Regions from separate parts of the Zea mays genome. Here all the other regions are linked to region 1. Evidence: chromatin contacts called from public Hi-C data. All regions are on one chromosome and are shown on one strand. Each heading gives the region's core, a stretch centred on a gene start, on an enhancer-like site or on the middle of the called end of the contact. The rest is flanking DNA. Distances are from core to core; before and after follow the strand shown.

Evidence for each region. Hi-C and Micro-C count contacts between places; a contact is called where the count stands out from the background.
Region 2: a Hi-C map of ear shows a contact between it and region 1, with 1.7 times the contacts expected there. The contact joins the promoter of LOC100192075 here to the promoter of LOC542233 in region 1. A contact is called at or near these places in 2 of 25 Hi-C or Micro-C datasets (ear and endosperm).
Region 3: a Hi-C map of leaf shows a contact between it and region 1, with 3 times the contacts expected there. The contact joins the promoter of LOC542747 here to the promoter of LOC542233 in region 1. A contact is called at or near these places in 5 of 25 Hi-C or Micro-C datasets (ear, endosperm, leaf and 1 more).

Annotation. Positions count from the first base shown.
Region 1 is chr3:7,183,355-7,186,445 of Zm-B73-REFERENCE-NAM-5.0, reverse strand. It overlaps LOC542233 (NADP malic enzyme 3), which reads right to left and starts at 1,671. Exons shown (of 20, transcript NM_001111843.1): 1 at 1,504-1,671; 2 at 1,102-1,334; 3 at 262-382; 4 at 100-174. The coding sequence starts at 1,557.
Region 2 is chr3:7,008,361-7,011,451 of Zm-B73-REFERENCE-NAM-5.0, reverse strand. LOC100192075 (hexokinase1) reads right to left here and starts at 1,398. Exons shown (of 10, transcript NM_001137498.1): 1 at 1,181-1,398; 2 at 500-722; 3 at 1-23. The coding sequence starts at 687.
Region 3 is chr3:7,314,090-7,317,180 of Zm-B73-REFERENCE-NAM-5.0, reverse strand. It overlaps LOC542747 (eukaryotic initiation factor 3), which reads right to left and starts at 1,509. Exons shown (of 14, transcript NM_001112256.2): 1 at 1,388-1,509; 2 at 1,162-1,243; 3 at 1-353. The coding sequence starts at 1,207.

The DNA of each region.
Region 1 (3,091 bases), core at 422-2,921:
CGATCCAACCAACCATTCATTCTAAATGATCATCTCATATCAATTACGCTGGCCATCACAAGCTTTCATATAAGAGTAGAAAGGATAAACTGGGACTACCTGAAGGTTCATCATAGCTATATACCGCTGCAAAGGGGTCTGGTACTGCCGCAGGGTGTTCATGAACTTCTTAATCTACATATACAGTAAAGTGACCTTCATTAAGTATAAAAAGAAAAAAAGCGCAGCACAAGAACATGTACTGTTTAATGTGCCCCATACTTGGAGTTCCTGAGATAGTACTGCCGGAGGAAGCAGTCCACGCAAGTAGTGTCCATCCCTTTCCTCCTCTGTGAAAGCAAGACCCTTGTTGTGGTGTGGATCCCTCAAAAGGGTGTAACCGCTGATTTAGAAATAAGAAATGTTAGCATGTTTTTTCAACCAGGTGAATGAAGCTTATTCAGTGGAAAGAATTAGGGTCGTAGATTCAAAGAAAAGCTTTGCATCCGGCCACGAACATTCTAGAGCCCAGATTTTTTTTTTCTTTGTTTGACACGACCATATTGATGCTCCACAAGCTATCATTCTGCGGGGCGAACGTTGTCATTCACAGTAGATTACGTGACAAATTCGATCATCGTATTTCACTGTCCAAGGCGTAGTGGAAGAAACCAGACAAATTCGTCATAGCTGTGGGCCAGCTTAGAATATACTTGGACGGAACAGGACAAATCCAAAGCAAAGCAGACAACTCCTAGCTTTTTGTTCAACAACTGTGGACCAAACTCAGCATGAGGTTATCTGACTCCAACCCGATTCAGAAGGATTCAGAATTCTACGACAAGGCCAAAAAAAAACATTCCAAAACTGAAACTTGCTAGAAACTCCCATGTGACATACGGTGATCTAGTCTAGTATGTAACAAATCTAGACTATATATATATCAGGCTGGAGCTTCTTAGTTAGGCTGAACTGAAGCATGTTTCGATAAATCGGTATTGAAACTAAAATAAAAGGCAGACTAATTGTAAAGCTGACTTGGGTGAAGGCGTCAGGGCAGGATAATGCAGCTAGTCAAAAGCACGCGAGCAAGCAATTGTTAGACGATTGGGCGCGGCTCACCTTGCGACGGAGGTGGCCCAGGGCATGACGGGCAGCTCCTCGCTGGCGGCCGCCGCCTCCTCCTGCTCCTTCTCCGTCTCCGTCTCCGCGTTGGAGACCATCGCGACCGCGTCCACCCGCCTGGGCGGCAAGGCGCGCACCTTGGCGGGCGCGGCCCTCCTCCGCAGGGTGTTCCTGTAGGTCCGGCATCCGTCGCAGCTGGCGCCGCCCTCGCTCCGTCCTCCCAGCTTCCACTGCGACACACACACACACAAGCCCAAACGATGAGGCGGTGGCAACCTGCGATGCCCAAACCGCGCGGGAGAAGCACCGGGAGGGAGTCGCTAGCGGAGGGAAGGTGGTGGCGTCGAAAGGTGGTTAGTTGGGCCGGGCCGGGCGCTCGTGGAACGGTCCGGAACGTACCGGGGAGGCGGGGGACGCGGAGGCGGCGACGGCGGCGGTGCGCGTGGACAGCATGGTGGCGTCGAGTTCCCGCGGAGGGAGGGGAGACGGGAGCGGCGCGGCGCGGCAGTGGCAGTGGCAACCGGCGTCGTCCTCCTCCCTCTTCGGAGCGAGTTGGCAGTGTGGAGAGGGGGGGATGGAGCAGGGGGATGCGGGTGGCGAGGGGTATAAAAAGGGAAAGCCAGGGGCCTCGGCGGCTGCGGCTCGGCGCGGTGCGGTTTTGAGCAGTTGCGCTTGCGCGTGTGCGGCGCACGCGCACGTCGGGACGGACGGGGAGTGGAGGGCTGGCTGGAGGTACTGCTGCGCGGTCTGCGGTCTGCGGGGGCTGCTGGCTGCGGGCTGCGGGCTGCCGACCACGGGTATTGACTGCGTGCTTCCCCCGCTGTAGCCGACGGGATGATCGATCATTCGTTGGGCGGGATGATCATATCCTTAGTCAGTGGGGTGCACTGCTGCGTTATTAATCTAGCCCCCCATTCGTTCTAAACCACACCATACGTCCATACCACGCTTTAGCTTTTACCATTCCATACCATCGTTAGGAGAATTAGGACACCCAAATTTCCTATCTTTATATGTTGCTGGTGATGATGTAAAACAACGAGGAAAATATATTTGAATGACACAGACGAAAGTTGCTGTTTTTCCTTGGGCTTTTCACGTGTGACGGGGCCACTACGTACGTTAATTTCCCGTTGAAAACAACGTCACGTTTATGATGCCGCCAATTTCCAACACTGCGCCTCGGCCTCATGCGGCAGCCGCGTGTGGCACCTTAGCCAAAACACGCCCCTATGTACGTGGAAAGCTATATATATGGAATAAGTTTGTGACGACTCCATGTTTTGGTTGGACATTGTGATTTTTTTTCTGGCTGTGAAAGGAAGCTGTAATGTTGAGACTAGCACGCCCCTATTTTTCATCGCAATTCTTCAACCAGGAGGGAGGGCCGCTGGATGAGCTTGGCTAAAAATCGCTGTCGTTGGCGGACCAGCTAGCCTGACGCCGTGGTCCTGCCCACTAATCAAGTCGCGCAAAGGCGGTGGTGAAAGGATCGCCGCCCCGTTTCTTTTGCTACTCATCACTGATCACCGATAGAAAAGCGGGGCGGCCTCATCCCGCTCCTTTGGTTGCCGATCACTGATCAAAAGAGAGGCTAACACGTACCGCGCAGCCGTGGCGTGCTCGCTCATATATCTAGCTAGCTACCGCCTCTGGAAGAAGACGCAGCATACTACCCATACGATTTTGGGTTGGGCCAGCGTTTCAGCTCGTCTATCTTGCCTAGGCACCGTCATCTTATCCGTCGTCACGCGGATGGAGGCAGTCAACTACCAGCATCAGCGGACGGCCACAGAGATCGACCAACACCCCCCACTGGCTGTTGCCTGTTGCCTGTTGCCGGATGGAAGCGGTGGCACTGAAGCGTGGGCAAACTTGCCTGCATTTCTTTCGTTAAAGCACTAGAACATCGGGCGCCCAATGCAATGCAATGACTTCAAAACATTGGGTACTTACTGTATAAATCAACCAAAAAAAAACATATCGT
Region 2 (3,091 bases), core at 149-2,648, 170 kb after region 1:
CATAGAATAATCCTTCCTCTCTCCTGAAGTCAGTGGTACAAGTAAAATACTGTAACGGTGTGCTCAAGGCAGATGGATTTGCCTGCCTCTTTACAACAATTATCCTTAGATTATGTCTATATGCATCAGGTAGCTTGAAGCTCACATAAATCACTGTACAGTTGGATAGTCCTTTTATGCTATCAGATTCAGACGTAGAATCTATTGCATATGATGGCCAAATTCATTCCATAGATACATCGTTCTCAAATCCAGTCATATAAATTATTACCAAAAAGAATAAAAAAACAGAAACATGTTGATATGCTATATCCTCTCAATAATAGTGATGCCGAGCATGGAAGGAACACATCACGACTTTCTACAAAATACTGTTTCCTGAACGAGGTCTTTACACCATCCTGTTATTGTTAGGACTACCAAACAAGCAACAGGACGCAAAATCATCCTCTGATCATCATACAAACAGAGCAAGAAAGACAGGTTCAGAAGCACGAACCCTGTGGGGAGCTTATCGACGTAGGAGAGGAGCATCTTGACCCTGCTCCCGCCGTCCTTCTCCAGCCCCGCGCCCATCTCGCGGGCCATCTCCACGGCCACCTCGCGCAGCATCGACGGCGGCGTCTCACACCTCACTCGGAGCTCGGCCACCACCTGCTCTGCCATTGCCAGCGCAGCTGCCGCCATGGGACCGAACCCCCGCGAGGAGCAAATCAAGAGTCCTGGACCCGGGGACACCAATCAGCAGGAGACAGAGAAGCAAACAAAAGGCTGGGATTTTGGAGTCCAGAGCCCAAGGAAAATGCTAAAAAAGAGCGCCGGAGGTGGGTGGGGGTGACAGCGAAGAGCTTCCAACAGTGCGATTAAGGGAGAAGGGAAAAGGGAGGCTAGCAGCAAGAGAAAGTCAGGATATTTGGGTTTTTTTAGGAGTAGAACAAGGCATCGTCGGATTAGGGACGACTCGAGGCGAGACACGTGAAATTTAGCAAAGCTTTTGGCGACTGGATGGATTAACTCGACGGGGGGAAAAGGCAGGAAAAGGACGGGGTGGAGCCTGCCGCCTGGTGTGTTCGTGTGTTGCGCTGTTTGGTTCCTTCACTGGAGCTCCGCACTACGCAGGGAAAGGGGAGAAAGGGATCGTGTTCGGATCAGGCTCTGGATCACATGGATCTTATCATACCGAGTCAGGTCGGCATGGAGATGAACAGGGAGGTTGGCCGGGAATGGGACGCTGGCGCTACTCCGGTCCCGCTCCCGCGTCGAGCACCTCACCTGGCCTTTTTCTTTCTGCAGAAGCGGCGCGGCGTCCCACCTCGGCCCCTCGCTCGCCGTCGCGGTCGCGGTCGCGGCCGAGTGGAATGGAGGAAGCGTATGTGCTGTGATCTTGTGGGACTGCCGGGCCCGCTGGGCAGAGACTCCGGGGGCCTTGTGGATTTATGGACGGAGGTGGGCGCGTTGGATTGCTGCTACGTGGGGTTAAGAGCGATGACAGATGGCTTAGCCTGTACACAGCGAACGTGTCATGCACGCCTTTTATTGCCAACTGCCATCCAACTATCCAAGTACGTGTATATCCGATTACTGCATGCGCCCGCGTAGGATTTTGTTTTCTTAAAGGAAACTTCGTTGGAGTTGGACTGATATTAATATTAATGCACTATTTAACTTACGCAAACAACCCGATACAGGAAGACCCACTGAGACTAAGAAACAAAGTCCTTGCAGGTTTTGAAACTTCTCTTTCACCCTCCTTCAAACCTAGAATGAATGATATAGCCTTGTCGAAGCTGATCAGAGTAAAGTACTCGAGATGGACATACGATGTTAAGGATGTGTCTCCGCATCCATGAACAATAGGCAAGGACATTGCCTTGCAAATTAGGGAAAGAAGTGACCGACGCCTTCAAATTCCAATCATATAAGGTGATAGAATCATCATCAACAACACATGTTGAATGGCCTTTGGCAAGGTCCCTTTCTTGCTAAGAAAAGAAGTAATTGATACATTCAAGTTCTAATGGCCGGGTAACAGACATTAGAAACCCACATCGACAAGGTAGCAATACCCCCCCACCCACCCACCCACCCACACACATAGAAAAATAAATAAAACTAGCAACCAAACTTGTGGGAAGAAACGTACCCCATAAGGATATCATTGCATAGGCTATGACACGCAGGATGGCGTCAGCGGTTTGGAGGGACAACAACCTGCCAAAAAATGCCACCATTGACTCCATTATAGAACATATACCTACTTGAACACTTCGACCTTTGGCTAGGTTAGTGGAGGGGGAAACCAACAAGATCGATGTCACGACTAGAGAACATCGTGGGTCTCGCCTTTCCATAGCTATATCGGAGAGTGGAAGAGGATAAGTCTTGCATGCATCATCAGGCGTGCACCTCACGTGGTGACTAAAGTGACAATGAATGCTGGTAAGAGCTAAAAGGAGCACGTTAACGTGTGACTCGTCTCGCATTAGCATAACACTCGACAACCTCTCGTACCAATCATGCACAAGTAATGTCATCTTTCCAACCATCCACACATGAGCATGACACTTAGAGCATCACATTTTTGTCACTATAGAGCAATTGTGTGTAGCCTATGAGATTAGTCACGAGAAGTAAATGAACGTGTGTGAACATCTTGTTTGTTCTGCATTAGTACATGATTTTTTGCTATAAAAGGAAATAGAAATTTACTGTTTAATGTATGTTCATTCTCCCGTATTACATTCTCAATGAACACAACCTTGATCTATCGTTTGTTCAATTTGGTCAATGTGATACTTGGTTGACTCATGAATCTTGATGTTTCCACTGATGTATAATCAACAACAAAACTAAATAACTTTTTTGGTCCAATTCCATCCATTTTTGCTGAGGCAATTCCAACTTGTTTATCAGAAAATTATCTAGCTCTTGAGATATATGACATTCTTTACCCTTCTCTTTTCTTGATCTTCTCATCTTGAGTCTACAACGGTTATATGTCAAACAAAACAACCATCTTTATGTAATCTGATTTCAAGTATACAAATTGATTGCATGCATTTAGATAACAAGACCTGCTACATACATCGAA
Region 3 (3,091 bases), core at 260-2,759, 130 kb before region 1:
GACAAAACTGAGCATGAGGTCCTCGGGACGCTTGTCTGCTTCAAGATCTTCGACATCCAGAGCATCTTCCAGTGCTTCGACCTGACTCTTAGCTTGTTCAGCTTTCTCATTTGAAAGCTGCATGAAGTGCTTTATGACATCCTCCAAGGATGACACGTTTACTTGCTGGCAGACAATCCTATACTGAATAAGACCATCTTTTGCAAATCTGCCTTTCCTCAGGTCAACACAGAGTTCTACATACTTCATCATGATCTTTTCGAGAGGCTTCTGCCATGACCTGTACCTTTTCGAGGTAATGAGATCATGTAAAGCCTGCAGGGCTGACTGCTTTTGACCAACATGGATTAATTCTGAAATAAAAGCAGAGGAAGCGATCAGCATACACATCTTTTATGACAACACACCAATACGAGCAGATTCTTAAGAATTTGCAACCATGTTTTTTAATTGACAGTCACAAGAATCCTCAAATTCCAGCCTTCCTGGTTGTTTTCAGGTAAATTAAACAAATCATTTTTATGTTGCATAAACTTTACAAGGTTCCATTTAGTGGAGTGGGATTTTATCCCTAGATATCATATGCTGGAGGGCTGGACGCTTTTCACAAATTATTAAAGATAGGTGTAGTGGTGTGTTAACTTCGATATACATTGTAGCATTTTTAAGTATTTCTAACTGAATTTTTTGGTTCACCTATGCAAAAACCCAAAAATCACGAATTTCTTTAGGAATTTGATCAAAACTTTGAACTCATCTTGTACCTACTCCTCTATTTCTCTCTATCTTCCCACCAATTGCATGACATAATTCATCAAAACAAAACAAAACAAAAATCTCAATGGGACAAAATACCTCATGTAATGAGAACAGACAACTGGCTAATATTTATTTGTATGCAGGAAGCAAGGTTCACCTAATCAATGTAACAATATCAATGTAGTCAATATTCCAACTTTCAAACTAAACTAACATTTAGAACCAAGCAGTAAATAGATTCGTCAGCAGTAAACATTCCCTATTCAATCAGAGCAAGTAACACACGCATCATCTTCACGCTATGCTAATTCGCAAGGGTCTGACAAATCCCGCATGCAGCAGGCATAGCATCAACAACTACCACCCGCAGATAAAAATCGATCCCAAGTCCCAGCAACTCACCTTCGGCTCTCTTCAGCGCGTTCTCAGGTTTCGCGAAAGTCGCCATCAGCGAGGGTTCTGGGTCGACGATCTACTCCTTCTCCTGCACCACACCAACAGTTAGGGTGGGATCTAGCAAAGGCATGTACACCCGATATTTTTTTGCAAAAAACTTAGAAGCTAACAGGCATCGATCAAACAGCCAAATAGTTTGAGATTAGAGTTTGGGAACTCATTTTGGCAATACCTGATGGGACCTCTTCGCCGGCGAAGAGGTCGGCGAAGGCCCCGGCAGTCGGCGGCAGCCCAACCAGTCGCCGCACTTTTAGAAAGGCAGAGAGAACAGGCACGGCGGCTGACAACGGGAGGAGAGGCGAAGGTTGGGAGTTTAGGGTTAGTTCTCTCCTTTTATATAGGCGGCCTGTGTATAGTTGGGCCTTTAATAGGCCTTCTCCTTCCAAACGGCCGGAGATATCTGCGCAACACAACCATGCTATGACGTCATCATGGATAATTTTCATCCCTTGATCATGGATCCGAGGTTCAGTATGGATTCCCAAAAAAACGGGGTGGAAATTTCTTCCGTGAGATCGGAGTCTTGTGCGTCGCGACGGTGTTGCATAACAAACTGGACTCCGACTCCGACTCCGACTCCGACTCCCCCCTCGTCAACGCCACCACGGCCGCCCGCCTCGCGGACTCGCTCGACCTCGCCAACGCCCTGCCTCTAGGGCCTAGGCTCCCGTGACGAGGCCACGGTGGCTGCGGACAGGATGAAAACGATAACTATTTAGATACCGATTTTGTGTCTTTTACTTTGATCGTAATATGCAATATTATATTCTTGTTTTTAAGCATTAAACATGTAAAAATCCATAAAAGAAAATTCACAAAATTATTATATAATTTCTTAAATGATAGATTTAAAATTCGGTATGAATTCGGATACAAATTTGGTTTTTAAAATTTTTTGTTGTATGGAGCAAATAATGCATACAACAATTTATGCAAAAAAAATATTCTTATTTATAATAATGTGCTTGATAACATAAAAATATCAACATCAAATTTTATACATATCTATTTCAAAATATTAAATTTGTTCTAGCAATTCGGATTATCACTTACATACAGGGGCGGATTTGGGTCTCGGGCCACCTGGGTCATGGCCCGGGTCGTGGCCCAAATATCCATTTATACTTAGGTTTTTTCATCCAAAAAATTCTGGCCCATTTATCCTTCCTCTCCACTTGAAGCCTGGGCATATGGCAACTGCAACCCTGATGGACCTAGCCTCAACCTTGCCATGGCGGCTCGCATTCTGTTGCTTGCTCAAGGACTCGAGGTCGACGGCTGGTCGCCGGTGCCCACTACGACAAGCTCGACGGCCGCTGCACGCCCTCCATGGATCTAGCAACCAGCAAGCTGGGCAGTCAGCGACCTCCTCACCTCCCTGTGGCCCTACGCCCTGCTTCCTGCCTCCCTCCACGGTTCGTAGCGGGCATTTGTTTTCTGCTCCTCGCCGGCGGCTCGGCTCCTCCACGGCGGTCGGCGGCGTCACCAACTCCGGCGTCCACAGGTCAGCCACGGAGCCACCCATTGTTCCATACGGCAGTCTCAGTCCAGAATCACGGTGTCGCGCCGGCTTGCCGGCTTGGCGGCTTCCCCTTCCTGTTCGGCTGTCTTGGTGCAAGAATTAGGACTCTAACTCTGAACTCTCAAAGGTCATCAGTCCACATCAGAGAGCAAACAAGTTGTCCCACTGAGTCAGTGATTTATAAGTATTCTCTGAACTCTGAACTCTCCAAAGTCTTAGACAACATCACCAGGCACTAGCCATTTCATTGTCCCACCGATTCGGTGATTTGTGAGTATTCTCTTCTCCCCTATTCTCCCATTTCCACTATATGTTGGTTATTAAATGTTGCATTATTACTTTGTTATTGTAGAT